Linked DNA regions of Mus musculus: region 1 is linked to region 2. The links are chromatin contacts, called in public HiChIP or PLAC-seq maps. All regions are on one chromosome and are shown on one strand. Each heading gives the region's core, a stretch centred on a gene start, on an enhancer-like site or on the middle of the called end of the contact. The rest is flanking DNA. Distances are from core to core; before and after follow the strand shown.

Region 1 (4,247 bases), core at 1,737-4,236, 160 kb before region 2:
GGGATTAAAGGCGTGCGCCACCACGCCACCACGAAACCCAGGGTTTCTTGTGAGCCACGTCCTCAGCTCTTCACAAACCTCTCTCTCTGTAGTTAGGTTGTTGGGGAGGAGGGGCATTCATACCTACACATGAAATTATTTTTTTAAAAAGAGCTTACTACCAGCCTGGGTTATATGTAGAGTTGTAATATATATGTAGCTCAGACTATTATAGCTCTGCATATAACCCAGTATTTTTAAAAAAATACTTAATTTCATGTGTAGGTATGTATGCCTCTGTGTGAGTCCACACCATGTGAATGTAAGAGCATTCTTGGAGGTTAGAAAGAGGCATCACCTTCCCTGGAGCTGGAGTTACAGATGGCTGTGAGTTTAAGTGTGGATGCTGAGAACTAAACCCAAATCCTCTGCAGCAGCGATGTATTCTCTTCCCCACTGCGCCATCTCCCCAGCTCCAGCACTAACTCAGATCCTCCTGCCTCCAACCACCAAGTGCTAGGACTACAGATGTGCTTGCTCCCCATGCCTCTCTCAGTAGCGTTTTTATTTATCTCTTTTTAAATTTTGTTTTGTTTTGAAACAGGATTTTTTCAGTGTAGCCCAGGCTGGTCTGGACCTCTTTGTATTTATAGCTCAGGCTGGCCTTGGCTTATAGTGATCGTTCCTGCTTGTACCTTCCAGGTGCTACGGTGAGAGGTGTGTGTCATCACCCTGGCTGTATTCTGGGTTCTTATTTTATTTTGTTCTTGCACTGCTCACACATACACTGCAGCTTAGTAAAGTTTTAAAACGAATATCATTGTTTTGAGATGAGAATAAATTGATGTAAGTGTAAGTGTATATACAAGTATATATAAGATACACTTGTCTTGTTCCTCTGACAAAGCAGCTCGGGGGAGGAACGGTGTATTTTCCTTAATATTCAGAAGGTGAGGTTGGTCATGACAGGATTAATGTGTGGGCCACCAGCCTAGGCTTCTTTTTATGTGTTAACTCCTCCTTTAGGACATCTGTCTTTTTGAGTCAGTGAGATGGTTCAGTGTTCAAAGAGCCTGCAGCGGTGAGTTGATTTCTATACCCAGAATCCACATTTGTGAAGGAAGGACCAGCTCCTCTAAGGAGTCCTTTGACTGCCACATACATACTGGGGTACTGTGGCATGTGTGCATCACATGCATACATTAAATAAGTATAGTTATTTTAGTTCTTTTTGGAAAAATACCTTTTTGTTTATTTGGTTGATTGGTTGTTTTTTGTGACACAGCCTTCATACATAGCCTTGGCTGTCCTGGAACTCATTCTGTAGTCCAGACTGGCCTTGAACTCACAGAGATCCACCTGCCTTTTCTCTTCTGAATGCTGGAATTAAAGATGTTTACTCTCCTACCCCACCCCCACCTTAGATTTTTATTTTTATTTTTTTATGTACATGAGTGTTTTTACCTGCACTGCACGTGTGCCTGGTGCTCTGAGAGGCCAGGAGAGGGCATCAGATCTCCATAGAGCTGGAGGAACAGATGCTTGTGAGCCGCCGTGTGGGTGCTGGGACCATACCCAGTGCTTTTACCTCTAAGCTGTCTCTTCACCATAAAAATTCCTTTAGTGTTCTCTAGACATCTTCCCATAAGATGTTCAGTGTTCAGGAGCAACCCTTGAAAACATTTTTGTTTTGGTAGAGATGCTGCACTAAACTGGGGGACTTGTCTGAAAAAAGTGTTTTAGAAGGGACACAAAGTTGTAAATGAAATTTAAAATCTTTAAGTCTTTTTTCTGAGACTGGCTGTTTCAGTTTCAGACAAGGAAGCCTGCATCGGGCATGCTTCACCAGGTGGTTATATCTGCCTAGATGTAAGTCAGAGGCAGTGTGTGAAATGGCTGTGCTTCAGAGAGTAGGGGAGGAAAGGGTGTAATTAGATCACAGTTTTAAAAATATTTAAGGTATACTAAGATTAACAATAACAAAAAAGAAAGAAACCACTGCATTTTTTCAGAGAAATCTCTGAAATGCAGGTGGTGTGCTCTGACCTCACCAGTGTGAAAGACAAGTTGTATGAAGCAGTGGTCATCTCTGTGGGCGGTGACTAGCAACGTACTTGTGTGTCTAAGTTTGAATCATCGAAAGCCTGACTGTCCTGGCTGGGCCCCTCACTGCATGATGTCAGCTGGACCTTTGTCTCAGTGCTTGCTTTCTCTAACACCACAGTCCCCATCCACAAGGACTGGGGGAAGGCACAAAGGTCTGAGGGTTTGTTTGTTTGTTTTTTAAACAGGGTTTCTGTGTTTGTTATGTACTCTGAACTTTCCCTGAAACTCACTACGTAGTCCAAGTTGGCTTCACACTCACAGAGATCAACCAATCTGCTGCTGCCTTTCAAGTACTGAGATTAAAAGTGTACCCCACCCCACCCCCAGGATGTAATTTTAAAATAGCATACCCCTGTTCTAGCAGAAGTATCTTGTGCATCACTACAGTCCAAGGTTCTGGATTTAAGGTAGTGGTGGCTTCCTTTTAGCTGAGGAGCTATTGGTTCTGTTCTGTTTGTTGAGGTAGGGTCTCACTGTGTAGCCCTGGCTGTCCTGGAACTCACTGTGTAAACCCAGCTGCCTTGACTCATGGGCAGTTATCCACCCTGCTAAATGAACACATTGATGCACCATACTTCCTCAGCTTATGAAGTGGTACAAGACAGGAAGTAAAAATTCAAATTTAAATGCATGCAAACTGTTGGTAGATTATTTCACAGTGAGAATTCTTAAATACCTTCTGTGCTCTCATCCCAGATCGGGTTCTGTAGGCTGTCACTCCTTAGGCCTGCTCAAAGCAGTGCATGCTTGTGCTCTTGGGTGCCTCTCATCAAGTCAGTGCGTGAGGCTCGGAGCTTAGTGTGAGAGCTTGAGTCTTCCATGCAGCGTATAGTCCTGAGTTGCTGCTTAGGCTGTGACTGTCACCTTAGGTTTAGAGACCTCTGCTAGCCTAGAGGTTAGAAGTGGGATCACTCAGCTAAGGCAGCTTGCAGTCTTCCCTGTAATGGTGGCCAACACCCACCACATAGTGCTTTTGTGGGTTTCCCTGACAGTGCAAAAGACTTCTATTAGAAATCAGTTCATTCTCTGCTCTGTCTTTTTTGGGGGTTGGGATTTGGAGGGTTTTTTGTTTTGTTTTGTTTTTGTTTTTTGTTTTTTTGAGGCAGGGCCTCTTGTAGTTCTGGCTGTCCTGTAACTCCCTGTGTAGACAGCTGGCCTCAAAGGCACAGAGATGAATGTACACCTATCCACCCATCTCTGCTCTGTCCTGAGCTTTCTCATCTAGTCCCCCCCCCCCCTTTTCTTTTCTTTTTCTTTTGTCTTGAAAGAGCTTGTGCTTCCTCCTGTGCAGAGGGAATGAATGGTGAGCCTGCTGCCTGGAGCCTGTGGGTTCTGCCCGCTTCCTTATCTGCCTTCCTGGGGAGTCTTACTTGCCCTTTATTTTGACATGGTGTAGAAGGCTTGAGTCAGGCGTTGGTATAATGGCATTAAACCAGTTTTTCCTTTTGTAGTTTCTCTCTTTTTTTTTTTTTTTTTTTTTTTTTTGGTTTTTCGAGACAGGGTTTCTCTGTGTATCCCTGGCTGTCCTGGAACTCACTTTGTAGACAAGGCTGGCCTTGAACTCAGAAATCCACCTGCCTCTGCCTCCCGAGTGCTGGGATTAAAGGCGTGCGCCACCACGCCCGGCTAGTTTCTCTTTTTTATATTTCAAAATTAGAAGTGTTTAGTAAAGAGACCTTATATGTGACCTAAGACTTACTTGAAGAGTTTTAAAATGTTTAGTAAGGGCTGGTGAGATGCCCTGTAAATAAGGTCTTTATTACCAAGCCTGACAGCCTGGGTCCCAGCTCTGGGCTTCCTCAATGGGAAGAGAACCCAGCCCTACAGGTGGTCTGTCCTCTGACCTTCGAAAGCAGGCGGTGGATGAACACACCCACATAGAAACAGTAAGTGAAGTTAAAATGAGTTTAAAACATGCATAAATGATGCGATATGGTTCTTTTGGCATAGTGCCATGTCACTGTGCGGCTGGTCAATGGCGCGCACTGTAGGGCAGACCCACTCCTAGTACACTGTACCAGTTTCTATGGTGGAGGGCAGCACTGGGAGTTTATTTTCCACTTGGTGCAAGGCACAGCTGTGGGGTCAGGACAGCTCAGTGTGGTGATGTGGTAAGGAAGGAAGAACTCCTAGCTTCTGCTGGTATCTTGCTTGCTGCAGCC
Region 2 (3,988 bases), core at 968-3,467:
AGCTCTTTCCCGTAGCCTTAAGGGCTGTCCTGAAGGCCCCACTGTTTACTATTTTGTTAAGACATAGCCACACCCTCAACTCCCGGGCTTGTGCTGTTTCTAATTATCATGGAGTCATTAACGTTAGCAGGGAGGACATCCCTTGGAAGGAAAGAGTCTTCCACTGCTAGTACTGGTTCCAGAAAATATGCATGTTATTACACAGATAAGCCTTAAGTCCACAGCAGTCATTGACATTCATGAAGGCTCACACCGGGGCCCTGTCCCAGGGGCAGGAACCCTGTCACTTTGTCCCCACCAAGGTTACACCAGGCTCAGCAAGGGACTAAGAAGGGTCCTGGGTAAAGCAACATTTATGGAAGCTATAAATCAAATGGGACTCTCAAATTCTGAAGAGTATCCACAAGAAGCATCAATAGGCATAATTCTAGTTTGTTATGTCTGTCTGTGTGCAGTGCCTACAGAATCCAGGTGTTGAGACTGGAGTTACAGGTGGTGGGGAGCCACCTCATATGGGTACTAAGGACCAGACTGGGATCTTCTTCAAGACTAGTAAGTGTTCTTAACTGCTGAGCCCCTTTGGGACGGGGTTTCATGTAGCCTAGGCTAACCTCAAACTTGCTGTGTAACCACAGATGGCCTTGAATTCTTGATTTTCCTGCCTCTGTCTCCACAGTGCTTGGATTACTGCCATTGCCTAGTTAATTTGGAATCTAGAGTTTCATACAAACTAGGCAAATTTCAGTTTTAAATTGTATTTAGCTATTACTGATAACGCCCAGTGCTTTCTGCTTCCTGGACACTTGGACATTTTCAGGCGCTCCTATCCCTGAGGCACCTTTTCAGCCAGACTTTTTACATTTTTACTTTATTGGTGTTTTGGCTGTATATATATCTGTGTGAAGGAGCCAACAGACAGTTGTGAGCTACTCTGTATGGTACCATGTGAACTACCATATACTGGGAATTGAATCAGGGTCCTCTGGAAGAACAGCCAGTGTTCTTAATCACTGAGCCATCCCTCCAGCCCCTTCATTTAGTTTTTAAAGAAGTTAGAATATGTGTGGACACATATGTCATAGAGCACATGTAGCGGTGAAGCTTGTGGGAGTTGGTTCTCTCCTTTCGCTATGTGTGCCAGGGATCTAGCTCAGGTGGTCAGGCTCCATGGCCAGTGCCCTTTTAAACTGACACATCTCTTGGGCCCCTCTAGATTATTAATGAAGTATACTACATACAAGATGATTAAAACAGGTAACGGGGACCCGTCAGATATCCCAGAAAGGTCATTTGCAGCCAGGCCTGACCACTTAAATTCAGTCTCCTGGTCCTCTGTGGTGGGAGAAAATGGATTCGTTTAAGTTGCCCTCTGACCTCACAGAAGCAATCATGGCGCACACACCTGTCCCCACAAACGTACGCTGTGCGCTTTGGGATTTATTTATAAATCTTGAATATCTTGACAGAATTTTCTAAACGTTTAGCACACGGTAATGGTGCCCGTTTTGTTGCAGGAACGCTGTAGCCCACTTTCACGTCCTCTAAGAGGGTCATCCCAGTGTTATAGTCACGGCCAGAAACCATATTTCATGATTTACGTACGTGTGCTGTGCACACTCTTACAGTCTCTCCCTTTCTGCTCCTGTTTAAGAGGATGGCGTTCTCTCTTTTCTTTCCTTCCTTTTTTATTTTCTTTTTTGCAGTGCTGAGGTTCGAACCCAGTCCCTCAAGCATGTCGCCAGGCAAGTGGCAGCTTTTGCCTTTTTTGCACAAATGGCTGCAGGACGCACATATGTCCAGACAGCTACCAACTGACCGCAAAGAGCAGCCCCGCCCCGCCCCACTCCTGATCCCCAGCAGCTAAGGTTGACAGTCTGCGGCGAGGGACAGCAGAGCGGCGCTGTCACTCTCCCTGTCATCTGAGCGGCGCGACCTTGGATCGGGCTGGGCCGCTCAGCCGGTGACCTTGGGCGGGCCCCTGCTCTCTGCCCAGCGGCGCCCGGGACCGTGGGGTCGCGGGTGGTGCCCACGCGCCGCGCCTCACCCGGCTTCCGCCATCCCCAGCCCTACGCTGTCTGCGTAGCAGCCGCGCCAGCTTCCGCGGCCTTCAGTGCAGACGCTCTCCCGCGCCGGGCGCGATTCCGGAACGCCGTCCGCGCTGCGCACGCGCGGCCGTCCGGCGAGCCCGCGTGCCTTACGCAGCTGACGCAGCGCGTCCAAAATGGCGGCGCGGTCGTCGTCGGGGGCGGCGGCGGTAGAGGGGGCGGTGGCGGTGGCGACGGCGGCCGTGACGGCGGCGCAGGGCCTGGGCCGGGGGCAATGAGGCTGTCCCGCCGCGGAGCCGTGTAGCGGACACACAGACCCTCCTCCCCGCCCTCTCGATCGAGCCTGGGGCGCGCGCGCGCGCGGCCGCCCGCCTGCAGCAGGCTCCCCTTCCCTGGACTCCGAGGCCCCGCACGGCACCCCCCACCCGGGCCCGGAGGATGATGAAGCTCAAGTCGAACCAGACCCGCACCTACGACGGCGACGGCTACAAGAAGCGGGCCGCGTGCCTGTGCTTCCGCAGCGAGAGCGAGGAGGAGGTGAGGCGCCCTGCCGGGGGTCGGCGGCGCCCGACGGGGTTTCCTGGGGAGAAGGGGGGGTGGGGAGCGGAGTGGAGAGGGCCCGGGGCAGCGGGATGCCATCCCGCGGCGGGCCGTCGGGGGTTGGCCGCCGTTCGCCCGGGGCAGTGGCTAGGCAGCTCGGCGCTCGGCACACGTGCATGGGGCGCAGGCCGGCCTTTGTGGCGGAGCGGAGGGCCGCTCCCTCCCTCCCTCCCTCCCCGCAGGGTTGCTGCTGGCCGAGGGGAGGTGGCTGCGGGCGAGCACTGGCAGCGACAAGCCGGGGCCAGCCGTTCGATTCTAACGTTGAGCTGCTGAGTCCGTATGGTTGGAGCCTGAAAAGAAAGGGCACTGGACACGGTTGTCGTCGAGGTTGTTATTCATATTGACCGGAACACTTCACGACCATCAAAAGCTGTATTTATGAAGATCTCTGTCCCGACGTTTCTCTGCTGTGCCCAATAGGATGAGTCGTAGGGTAAGCTAGGATAATAGAACGTTTTAGAGTCTTGTTCCTTTTTCCTTAAGGAACTTAAAAAAAAATTTTTTTTTCGGCTTCACAAAGCCGTTTCTGTGGTGATGAAGCGAGATTCATGAAAGGCGCGTGGTTTGTAAATCCACAAAGAATAGCTGCTTTGGAAATTCATAAAATGCCTGTGGGGACACATTGCTGTCGTGTGTGTGCATGGTGGTAAGATGGCAGTTCGCTTGAAAACAATGAAGGGCAGTGAAACTGAGTATGTTTTATCCCGGCCCTCGGCGGTGGGCTGGGGTGGCAAGCCTGCAGTACGGTGCATCGTGTTGAAATGGGCGACAGGAACTTGACCCGTTAGTTATGAAAGGCTCTGATGAAAGGGAGGATGGACTACCAGGAATCACTGTCCGGTAGATACTCAGGAGGAGGAAGAGGAGGAGGAGGAGGGGGAATTTAAATGAAATGACGGCCTGAAGAAAATCCGTGAAAGCATTCTTTGTGCTGTTGAGGGATTGCAAAACAGGAGTTTTGGAAATGTATACTTTGTTACTTTCCTTCATTACCAAAGGTCCCCGAAAGACGCGCTTTGTAAGTAAGCAAGGTCAAGTTTTAAATGATGCGCTGGCTTTGGAATACGTGAGGTAAAACTGTCTATGGTGAAGGCTGTTCTAGAAGCTTTGTTTTCTTCATTATCATATGGGAAGTCAGATGGGATCTGGGCTGTTAGCGGGAGGAAAAGGAATTAGCATAATGACATGCCTCACTGCAGTGCTGTGGTTAGGTCTGGCCAAGTTTAAAGTAGAAGGCTGTGTAATTTAGTCATGAACACTGCAAAACCCTTTGTTTTAAGAAGATCATCCTAGAGGTGAAAATGTGAATATTTTGGATAAATACTAGAAACTCAAGATCCTTA

What was found. HiChIP or PLAC-seq counts read pairs in DNA pulled down with a chosen protein or histone mark.
Region 1: a FOXA1 HiChIP or PLAC-seq map of pancreatic cancer cells shows a contact between it and region 2. The contact joins the enhancer-like site here to the promoter of Nudt3 in region 2. A contact is called at or near these places in 2 of 39 promoter capture datasets (the HPC-7 cell line and hippocampal neurons), 2 of 484 Hi-C or Micro-C datasets (cortical neurons and ganglionic eminence), 18 of 115 datasets of contacts at active chromatin or transcription factors (the HPC-7 cell line, the SCID.adh cell line, VIP interneurons and 13 more) and 2 of 9 other capture datasets (adipose tissue and pancreatic islet).

The regions. Positions count from the first base shown.
Region 1 is chr17:27,779,145-27,783,391 of GRCm38.p6, reverse strand. All of the region lies in intron 3 of Ilrun (inflammation and lipid regulator with UBA-like and NBR1-like domains), which reads left to right. Among named protein-coding and RNA genes, the nearest start is that of Ilrun, 39 kb to the left of the region's middle. Within about 2 kb of position 2,986, at least 99 of the 459 cell types and tissues checked have an H3K27ac peak or open chromatin away from gene starts, as enhancers often do. A contact at or near this core is called in the HPC-7 cell line, the SCID.adh cell line, bone marrow-derived macrophages and 1 more, where this site is marked.
Region 2 is chr17:27,621,681-27,625,668 of GRCm38.p6, reverse strand. It overlaps Nudt3 (nudix (nucleotide diphosphate linked moiety X)-type motif 3), which reads left to right and starts at 2,217. Exons shown (of 5, transcript NM_019837.2): 1 at 2,217-2,582. The coding sequence starts at 2,484.